Regions from separate parts of the Drosophila melanogaster genome. Here regions 2, 3 and 4 are each linked to region 1. The links are chromatin contacts, called in public Hi-C and HiChIP or PLAC-seq maps. All regions are on one chromosome and are shown on one strand. Each heading gives the region's core, a stretch centred on a gene start, on an enhancer-like site or on the middle of the called end of the contact. The rest is flanking DNA. Distances are from core to core; before and after follow the strand shown.

Region 1 (2,568 bases), core at 33-2,532:
AACATTCAATTGATCTGCGCACTTAAAGTGATAAAGAGCCACATTTTTGTCGTTTTAATTTTACCACTTATCAAATAGATATGAACAAAATGAAAATGGACTATTAATTTTGTTTATACTCTATATCTATATCCATACAATTTCACACTATGAAATCTCATAAGAATAGTATAAATATGTATAGATTTACTCGCATTTCCGTAATGTCTGCACTTGAAAAGTCGCAACATTTTCTCTGTGTCTTTCGCAATGAACTTACCTTTGGCCACCTTGCAGAGCACGATTCCATACCAAGAGGCGACAGGCGTCTCATTCTCGTCCTGCGTCTCCAGGAAACTGCTACCGTTGCGCGGGATGACCAGCCGCTGGGATTGGTTTTGGATTTGGCTGTGACTATGGCTGTGATTGCGATGCGGCGGCGATGGGTGGTTGGTCAGTGGGCAGTCGAGCTCCTCCAGAGCGTCCACGTCGAGGTCGTTGTCACCGGTGTCGGCTGCTGCGGCCGCTGCTGCTGCGTTAGCTGCGGCCGCCTCGGCTGCGGCGCTGCTGCGGATCTCGACCACGAAACCGCACTCGACGACGGCGCAAAAGATGCGCTGCTCCTCGGGCTTGAACCACTTGGATTCGCGCAGCTTTTGCACTGCCACACTGCTGCCGAATGTGGCGCCCACGGTGCCGCCAGCAATTCCATTCTTTTGCCCGCTGGGCGGCAGTAGGCGGTGGGCGGTGCCGGTTGTGGGATTCTGATGCTGCTGCAGTGGCGGTGGCCAATTGGAGGTGGGCGAGCTGGGCGCCGATTGGGAGTAACCGCTGGCAGGTGGCGCCACCGGTTGGTTGTTGTGACCCTGCAGTGGCCACCATTTCAGCGAGCTGACAAAGCTGTTCGAACGGTTCATTGTGGGCGTTGTTGGGCCTGAAGCGCCCAACTTTCACTCGAAAAAAAATTAATGAAATTCGAAATGCACTTTTCCGCGCGTTTTCCGGAATAACTTTTCTCTCGCTGTTTGCGTTGGATTTTATTTAAATTTGTTGTGTTGTGTTTTGTTCTGTGCTTCTTTCAATTTGCTCTGTTTTTTTTTTTTACGCTTCGATTCGCTGCTGCTGCTTCTTTCGGTTTCTTATGTTATCTGTTTCAGTTTCTTTTTGAGTTTGCCACACTGCACACGAAGTTCGAGTTGTTTCGGTTTGGGTTTTTGGTTTCTGTTTCTGGCTTTTCGTGTTTTTCGCTGCTGCTCTTCAGATATTCCGCCTTATCCGCTCGTCGGTTTGCTTTTTACAAATACAAATGTTTTCGGGCACGTCGCTTTATATGGCTCTGCTCGAGCTCTGCCCAAGCTCTGCCGACTTTGCTCTCATCGGCGCTCTTCGCTCTGCTCACGCACTGTTAACCGAACGTTAACAGTGCAAGAGAGCGCCAGCTCTCAATGTTGCATTTGTTTACAGTACATTGGCCGAAATGCAGCAACATATGCAATGAATTCAGGATTTAAATATGCAAAATTTGTTATCTCCAACAATGTAGGTTTTTAAAAAATGTATTAAGTGCTTGCGAAAGTACAACGAGCTTGCCGCTCGAGCGCGAAAGACTAGCAATATGTTAATTTATTAATCATAAAGTAAATTAAATCTGAACTATCCACAAACAATGTCCATAACTGTTCTGTGCATATGACTGTGCATTTGCATTACTTTTTAGTGTGCAACTCAATAAGAAAATAAGTTTTTTAAAAAACTTGTTGTTTGCTATATGATGTTTACCTGGATCATTGATATTCAATTACAACTTGGTATTAAATCTTTAAGTCTTGCGCCCAAAACTGCTTTTCTAGTCCACTGTTCATATTACAGTCATGAAATTCATGTTGCAAAAAAACCAAGAGTAGATCAAATGGTAAAGTTGCTCATATGTCTTCAACTAATCGGATAGGAAATACTAATTTCTGCTTTTTGAAGCAAACTATAAATTGCAGTTTAGGAAAATGCAAACCGCAACTACTAAGATAGTTATTGAATTCCAACACCCAAGGGACTGAGTCTAAAGATAACTTAACGGAGAGCGATATTATTTATAACCGAAGCCGGTTTATTTCAGAGAGGAATCTCAATCTCGCTGAGGCTCTCTGTCTGTCTCTCTTTCCCTCTCTCTCTCCGCCTTTCGAACTGTGAACTGTGGTGAGTATGGCATTCCGCTATGCTGTTTCGCCATTCTCTTCCCCCGCAAACGGCGCGCCAACTAAATAATTATCTATTTTACGGCTATAAGGCCAATATTTCGATCCTTGTGTGGCTCGTGCGGCGACATCCTTCGAGTGGAACCGACTGGATTATGGCCCCCCAATTATGAGCATTATTTGTTGGGCTTTCGTCAACGTCGCAGTTATTCGTCACGAAGCCCAATTGTAGACAAAAACGTCACTGGCCAGGTGAATTGATTGATGCGAATGGAGGTTTATTGCTTAATGGTTTGTTTTCGATTCGGTTCGATCTCAAACGAAACATGTGATCGAGCACGGGCAACACTCGATAGTATGTATGAAATGACAAAATTAACGAACAAACCCCCTCATT
Region 2 (2,568 bases), core at 47-2,546, 440 kb after region 1:
TGACATCGCTGCAGCGGGCCTCGTGCTCATTGTGGCGTCCAGTGGATTGGCGGGCGGGACGTCCGAAAAGCCGGCGGCACTGGGAGCTAAAGAACTGGAATGGCTGCCAACTGAGCCCGTGATCGGTGCTCTTGTAGATCACCATCGAATCGGGACGCGGAGCATGCGGGCACAGCTGTAGGATCACATAGGTCAGCTCGAACTTCTTGCCCAGCGAGAGGGTCAAGGTTACGTTGTCCCCACTTCCGGTCACCGGCTCACTGCGCCAGCAGGTCACATTATTCGAGTTATTCAAATCGGTCAGCGAGCGGGCTGGAAAGCTGCGCAACGGATCCGTCATGTCGCAGGTGTGGCAGGAGCGCTCGTGATCCTGGTACTCGCAATATCGCTGCGCACCCGACGATCCGCACGTGGAACTGGCCACCACTGGAGCATCGTAGGCGGCGTTCACAAAGTCCGGAATGCAGGCGCGTGGCTCGTGCGCTTTATTGTAGCACGGATCCTCCGGCGGCGCCTGTTGCGAAAACATCTTGAAGTACACGTCATTGGAGATGCACTGGATGGGGCTGAACCTGGTGGTTCCCAGCAGCAGGAGCAAGATTCCACGGATCATGTTTGCAATTTTAGTGGCTTGCTTAACTCGCCAGTATTGTATTGTTGGTTTTTTTTTAATCACTCAAAACAAAACGAAATCTTCAGTTTTTTTTAGTTTAAAAAAAAACGCACTGGATAATGTAAGATTACGTAGTTTCAAAATTATAAATTTAAAACTGTTCTGTAGTTTTGGAAATCACTAATTTTTTGGTATTTAATTGTCTTGGCAAATCACAAATAAAAATACCTTGCAATTTTCAAAACCGTTCAAAAATTTTAGAATTTGAACAAGAACTCCAAATTCTGTGATTTTCAATAGTTTGAAAAGTCACCAGAGTCGCACTAAACAAAAAATTCGTCAATCGCGCCAATAGTTTTGAAGTTAACAGACTTGAACACTCAAAAAAATTCGAAATCGCCGCTTTGGCAGCTGTTTGCGCAGGCGTTTTTGAAGCGCGCGTCGCGTCTCAAAACTCCAGCCACTCGAATTCGCAAATCGCAAATCTCCAATACAAAATCTCAAATCGCGTCGTTCAAATCGCCGTTCGTTCGGCGGCGTTCGGTTCGTAACGTCAAGTCGGGCTGCTTGTCCACAGGCGACTGTGTGTTCGTTTTCGTTCGTCGCTCGTTTTTTCGGTTTTTCGGTTTCCCGCGAGGTGTCGTCTGCACGTGCGTGTATGCGTGTGGGTGACTGTGTGTGTGTGTGAGTTTGTGGTGACCGCGCTTGAGATCGCTGCCCGCAACATGTTGCTCCATTATGTTGCTGATGCTGCGCTGCCACAACAACAACAAACCGCTCTCTCTCTCTCTCTGTCTTTGTTCAGACTCATCTTGCTCTCAGTCACATTTGAGAGTTGCGCAGTTCGGTCGCAACATTTGTTGCTTTGCTGGCGCTGCAATTATTTTACTTTTATTGCCACTCGGCGACACATTTTGTTGCCGGTTTGTCGGCAAATAGCCACTGTTTTGTTTGCCGTCGCTTGTTTTTGTTGACTTGGCCGCACAAACGGGGCCACACAGCAAATCCAAACATTTTGTCCACTTTATGGGGAGATAACTGCTTTTCTCAACAGAAATTGCCTTAAAAGCTATGTATACATATATATGCATACATCAATTAATCGTTTTTAAATTTAAGTAGCGCTAAGAAACCCGAACACAAATCTATTTTCACAAAACTTATCGTTCATTATTCAAATAGATCGATAAAGAAAAGTTGGGAAAATCTTAAGAAAACCACAACTCAATATTATTGCCAGACCGAAACGAATTCAAAGTTTGGAAAACACACCGAAAATCCAATAATACGAATCGATGTTTTCCAATTTAATCAGCGGCTACAAATCAGCCAAATATTGAGAATTTCGAGACCGAAGCAGAAGAGAAGACATCATTCCGTTCTTCTGGCTCTTATTCTCCTTATTCACCTTGTGTTGTTTACCTTTCGGATGGCTATCGATAATAAAGACGCCTCGAAATCTCCGATCTTCAATCCTCCAACTCTCTCGTTCTCGCGCTGGCTAAGTTATTAACTAGTCGTTAATGAAAATCATCAATTTTCGAAGGGGGCGCGTAATTACGCCGAGCGGATGATGGTCATGCCGACGACGATGGCTTCATTATAGCTTCCCCCCCCCCCTGCCTCATCACCATGAGCACCCCATACGTATACATATACATATAGCCCACCAAATTCCCCGATATTCCCCACTGCCTACTCCAATATTTTCTGCATTTTGCCTGCACCTTTCTGATAAGCGTTTCACTTTCGGTTCCCTTCGGCTTTTGCCTTCATAATCGGCGTCCACGCGCTTTTGTTTGTTTTTATTTGGAGGCGCGTATAATTAGCTTGTATGGGGCATGTGTGGTCGGGTGGGCGTATGAGCGCAGGGGCGTGGCAACGGTCGAAACCGTATCGAAATATATACCTTAATTATTCGGCTTCTCACGAGGGTGCTGGGATATGGGCTTAAT
Region 3 (2,568 bases), core at 21-2,520, 400 kb before region 1:
CAAGTCCGCCGATCCGCTGGACGGGGATCCCGATGCGACGAGGCAAACGCAGCCCGCCAAGAAGTTGACATTCAGCGATAGCGATATCCTGACGGACGCGGACTGCCTGCGACTGTGTCCACACTGTCCCTGCGATCGGGATGTCCAGCGTGGCTGCTGTACTCGCTCGGAGCACGGGAAGTGCGGCACAGAGATTTCCGGGGGTTGTGGTGGTGCCGCCATGGGATTGGGCTCCACAGATACTAGTTTCTACAGTGCCAGCTCATCGCTGGAACAGTTTGCCACACCGGCTCGGCAGAACGGTGGCACTGGGGCGTCTGGCAACCACCTGGAGGAGATACTCATACGGCCCGGCGTGTTGGAATCGCATTTTCCCGTTCTTGGCGGTGGCAGCGCGATAGAGACACCGGCTTTGGTGGCCCCAGCCTCACCATCGCCGCTCAGCAATGGCAAACGACCGGATGTGGTTGGTGGCCGGGTGAGGAAACGGCTCTCGTCCGAGGAGTTCGTCTTCTCCCGGAGCGAGGATCTGCCTAGCCTAGTACAAATCGGTGATAGGTGTACCGGCTCTCCGGCGGGACGACGTCGGGCCAAGGGCTGCGTCTATCCGGCCGGGAATAGTCTCCGTTTGGACGCTGCTGCCGCTGTCGCCTCCGCTTCCGCATCGCCCACGTCCATTAGTAAATTTACCCGCACGCGCGTGGCCGCCGGAGGATTGGCAGCCAAACAGGCTGCCGGCAATAACGAAAGTAACGTTTAATAGTTGTAAGTTGCAAGCAGTACCTTCACCTGGACACACAGATGCGATTTCAGCCCAAAGTCGACAATTATGCCGTTGCCATTGCTTTCACACAAGCGATACATACACAAAACCAGTTGATTACAAATTAAAGGAACTCACAAGGAATCTAACATTTTGCATACCGATTACCTAAGGAACAACATTTAGCATTAACACACAAGCGTTTACTATTAACTAAATGCAATATGTATATTTATATACAGATATATAAATATATATTTTTTTGTGCAGCCAAGCCCCAAGCGACGAGAAATTTTAATAAAACGTTTTAAAAAATGAATACTCTGTAATGTCGTTGATTAGGAAAATGGCACAAAAAACTTCAAACTTTAAAGTGTAACGGTTTTTTGCTTAGTTGGAATATGGTATTTTGAAAGTGGTTGAGTTCACCGCACTGTTAACCGCTAACAGCTCACTGTGGCGCACAACAGTACACTATCGGCTGTTAACGGCTCTGTTTTGGTTTTTTGTCCAATTCCAAAGTTCGTTGCGTTCGCATTTGTTTACATCATTGCTCGATTCGGTGTTCTATAGCCAAAAACGATGTCCCTGATTGCCCAGGCGAGTCGCACAGTGCCGCAGCTACTGTTGCACTTGAACCGCCATCTGGTCACCTCCTGCTCAAGCGCCGCATCCGCCACGTCCTCGAAACCGCCGGATGTCGACCAGTCGATCACTGCCGACCAGCTCCTCGGACCGGAATCGCAGCGCAGGTGCATGGAGAAGATGCGCAGCCTGCCGGCATTCCCGCGTCCCAAGGCGCTCACGCCCAGTCGCCGGGAAAAGCAGACATCCGCGGTTCTTATCGCCCTCTGCCAGGAGCGCGGCACGTCAGTATAGCCAGTTAAACTAGGAATGCGACCATTTGAATAAGCTGCATCGCTTTGCTCTTTCAGGAATGAAATATCCCTACTATACACCCGACGATCGCGACACCTGCGCAGCCACAGCTTTCAGATCTCCTTTCCGGGCGGAAGGCGCGATGATCACGACTCGAGCTACGTGGACTGTGCGCTGCGCGAAACAGAGGAGGAGATCGGCCTACCGCGCCATCGCATCCAGGTGTGGGGCGAGGCCAAGCAGCTACAGCTGCCGAGGACCTCGTCGATTGTGCCAGTGGTGGGCGTGGTGCCGGACTTTAGCCTCTCCGAGCTGCGTCTCAACTGGGAGGAGGTGGAGGAGGCGTTTAGTGTGCCGCTCACTTCGCTAATGCTGCCCAAGGCCACCAGGCACACACAGTTTCGTAGCGGCTACAGCGGTCCAGTATTTGTTGTAGACCATTATCGCATCTGGGGCATCACCGGCTATCTGACGCACCTCTTCCTGCACTGCCTGCTGCCACCCAATTTGCTGCCCGATTGCCTCAAGACGAACATCAAGTTCATTCGGCCCTTTAAGCTACCGCCCAAGCTGCCGCATCATCGCGAGCACTCCGCCGGGGATCCCTCGATGCGCACCTGACGAGACATCCGCGATCCGCCGACCGTAATCCTACTCAGGCTAGCAACAATCTGGTACTGTGATTGGGCCAAATGTGCTTCGCTCGAACCGAACAATTGGCCAATTCTGATGGTGTTCTTTGTTTTAGTGTACGCGTTAATTGTTAATTCTCGGAGAGATTTATAATAAAACTGTTGACCATTATGTTGAAATCGAAGAGGAGCTCTTTATTCGAGCTAAGACGATGCCATTTAATGATTTATATCTTTGATAAGGCTTATCATGAAATGAACATGTTAAGTAAAAGGCAATAATTGTCTTTTTGT
Region 4 (2,568 bases), core at 45-2,544, 370 kb before region 1:
ATGGAAGTGGAAATATTTCACGGCGATGACCAGTAAACGAGGTAAACGAAGGCGCAAAAGTCAATGCATCCGACACACACACACACACACACACACATAGGCATACATTTCACACACACGTTCGCAGGGGCGCAATGGAAAAGGGGCGTGGTCGGGGGTCAGAAGCTGTCCCTCATCTAAATGCACCCTGTAACCTGTAAACATTCACGTACGAGGAACACAGTTCAACTACACAATAAATGCAATCATCATTATTTTAGAAATTAGCGCGTATTTTTAAAAACACAAAAGCGAAACTAAAATACAACATAACCGCTAAAAACATGACTGCCACTACGCCACTGTTTTCGTTAATCATTTGTAATGCAAAATAAATGCAAAATGAGAACGGCGAAAATTGGTTTCTTTTGAAACCAATCAAATTGTTTTGGCTTCGCAATAGTGCAGTATGCAATTTAAATGTACACTGCATGCCACAAATTAAATTGCACACAAAATGCAATAAATATGCAGATGAGTTGGCAATATATATTGACGAACAAATGCTCCATTGTTCGAAGATATTGCTATTGCAATTTAAACTACAATAATTTGAACTAAATATGCTTTTAACTAGTGTAATTTTAGATCAATTTCAAGATAAACCAACTAAAAGTAGAAAAGGGAAGTTACTCAAAAATTGTTGCACGACATTTACAAATTCGATCATCTTGCTTGCAACCAACACCCCCCCCCCCCCCCTCTACACCTAAACAACCACGCCCACAGTGAGACACTTACCGCCTTTGCGCTTCTCGATGCGCCGCATCGTAGTGCAGCCCATGTCCATGTCCATCTCCATGTCCGTATCGAATCCGAAGCTGCGATAGCCCTTGGCACTCAGTGCGTCCGCGTAGCTCTGCATAGCCCGGCGCTTGCGATGTCCTTTGTACCGGGTTCGATTCCAACTACGGCTGGAATTCGAAAACGAGCCTCTTTCGGAGCCTGCGGAACCTTCCGGATGGATCCACGCAGATGTTGCGACTCGAAAACGCAGGCTAAATACGCGCAGAAACTTTCGAGTTTTGCACTCCACAAACTAATTGCCTATCGCGCTATCTGTATAAGTTTTTTGTTTTTTTTTTTGATACTCTTACGCACACTCGATGGTAAAACACTATAAAAAAAAAGAATAAAATGCAAACAACAACCACAACAAACGGTGGTAAGAACAATAATACTGCTATTTCGTGTGCGATTGTAATTAAATTGGCGAATAACTTCTGTTCAGTGCGAATTTTTTTTTGCGACTAAAATTTGTGAGCCAGCTCGCAGTGTGACCAGAGCACGAGCGATTGAGCTTGCAAATGTTACAGCGTAAGCTTACGTTTCGCTACGGAAAGCGAGGACATGAACCAGCATTATTTATATGTGCAACTAAACACATCCGACAGCACTGGTTAAGTGCGCGCTTAAATTTGAATTTGTTCAACTCAATTGAACTTTGCAGTACTCCCCCTACTTTGTGTTAGCTAAAACAAATTTTGTTTTTTTTTTTTAAATGTATTTTATTTGCTTGTTGTTTCTTTTTATAATGTAATGCATAAAAATGGTGGTGTTTTGTTTTGTTTTGTTTCATAAAATAAAACCAATAAACATTTCACTTTACTAGTGGAATACAAATAAGTTTACTTGTACACGACAAATAGTTTTTTCTTGATTTTCACATTTAATTTTTGCATTCATTAATTGAGTGGCAAAAAAAAAAAATGTTCGTGTTTCTCCTTCTTTTCTTTTTTTTTTTTTGGTTTTCTTTGGTTTAGTCGTCGTAAATGTCTTTGTATAAGGAAACGCAAAAGATCTCCGAACAAGTTTGATTTTTGTTGCTTGTTTTAGTTCTCAGTTTTTACTTGGTTTCATTTTATTGGAACGGCTTTATTGAACTTTTGTTGTTGTTGTTGTTGTTGTTTGGTTGCATATAAGTAATATTTGTTTATCGTTTCCCTTTGCATTTCGCATTAAAAACATTAATTCTTTGGCAGGCATTGCATTTCGTAGTTTTGTAAAAGTTTTCCTTCTAAATCGTTCTCAACGCAAGATTCGAATTCGAAACCGAAAAACGTAAGATTCGAAATATCTGAGAGATGTGAAAAAAAATGGTTCATTTAATTTGATTAGTTCCATTTCAAATATTTTGGTTTTCCATTTATGTCCTGTTCAATTCATTACAATTTTGATTTTGTTATCAAATACACATCAATACGTTGGTAGTTTAAAAATTGTGTTTTCTTTTTTGCGTTTTCGCTTTGTTTTTGGTTTTTTTTTTTGATTTTGTCTTGTTTTGTTTTTGTGCTAAATTACATTTTAAAAATATGCTTAATATTTTTTGTTTTTTGGTTTTTTTTTCTGCTTATTTTGTCGCCTTAGTTTTTTGGTTTTAAGTCAAAGACACGAAAGTGAAAGAGGTTTTTGTTTTTGGTTTACGTCTGTTTGCTTAACTTATTATTTTGTTTACTCTGGGTTTAGTTAATTTTTTAGTGTAATGTGGCTTTGCATGCGCTTAATTTTAAAACACCGAGAGTTTGCTCA

What was found. A called contact is a pair of places that touch in the nucleus more often than the background predicts. HiChIP or PLAC-seq counts read pairs in DNA pulled down with a chosen protein or histone mark.
Region 2: a contact with region 1 is called in a Psq HiChIP or PLAC-seq map of the Kc167 cell line, with 4 times the contacts expected there. The contact joins the promoter of NetA here to the promoter of l(1)G0469 in region 1. A contact is called at or near these places in 2 of 107 Hi-C or Micro-C datasets (the Kc167 cell line and embryo) and 1 of 6 datasets of contacts at active chromatin or transcription factors (the Kc167 cell line).
Region 3: a Hi-C map of the Kc167 cell line shows a contact between it and region 1, with 4 times the contacts expected there. The contact joins the promoter of CG11095 here to the promoter of l(1)G0469 in region 1. A contact is called at or near these places in 5 of 107 Hi-C or Micro-C datasets (the D17-c3 cell line, the Kc167 cell line, the S2 cell line and 2 more) and 2 of 6 datasets of contacts at active chromatin or transcription factors (both in the Kc167 cell line).
Region 4: an H3K27ac HiChIP or PLAC-seq map of the Kc167 cell line shows a contact between it and region 1, with 2.7 times the contacts expected there. The contact joins the promoter of AMPdeam here to the promoter of l(1)G0469 in region 1. A contact is called at or near these places in 2 of 107 Hi-C or Micro-C datasets (the Kc167 cell line and testis) and 2 of 6 datasets of contacts at active chromatin or transcription factors (both in the Kc167 cell line).

The regions. Positions count from the first base shown.
Region 1 is chrX:14,210,175-14,212,742 of dm6, forward strand. It overlaps l(1)G0469 (lethal (1) G0469), which reads right to left and starts at 1,283. Exons shown (of 3, transcript NM_001272614.1): 1 at 260-1,283. The coding sequence starts at 896. All of the region lies in intron 2 of Prp16 (pre-mRNA processing factor 16), which reads left to right.
Region 2 is chrX:14,652,632-14,655,199 of dm6, forward strand. NetA (Netrin-A) reads right to left here and starts at 1,297. Exons shown (of 7, transcript NM_001298314.1): 1 at 1-1,297. The coding sequence starts at 613.
Region 3 is chrX:13,810,414-13,812,981 of dm6, forward strand. CG11095 reads left to right here and starts at 1,271. Exons shown (of 2, transcript NM_132699.3): 1 at 1,271-1,632; 2 at 1,699-2,457. The coding sequence starts at 1,346. The coding sequence ends at 2,263. inaE (inactivation no afterpotential E) reads left to right here. Exons shown (of 15, transcript NM_176727.3): 15 at 1-1,080. Clic (Chloride intracellular channel) reads right to left here. Exons shown (of 4, transcript NM_132700.4): 4 at 2,558-2,568.
Region 4 is chrX:13,844,572-13,847,139 of dm6, forward strand. It overlaps AMPdeam (AMP deaminase), which reads right to left and starts at 1,295. Exons shown (of 9, transcript NM_001258730.2): 1 at 781-1,295. The coding sequence starts at 904. It overlaps mamo (maternal gene required for meiosis), which reads right to left. Exons shown (of 11, transcript NM_132704.4): 11 at 1,545-2,568.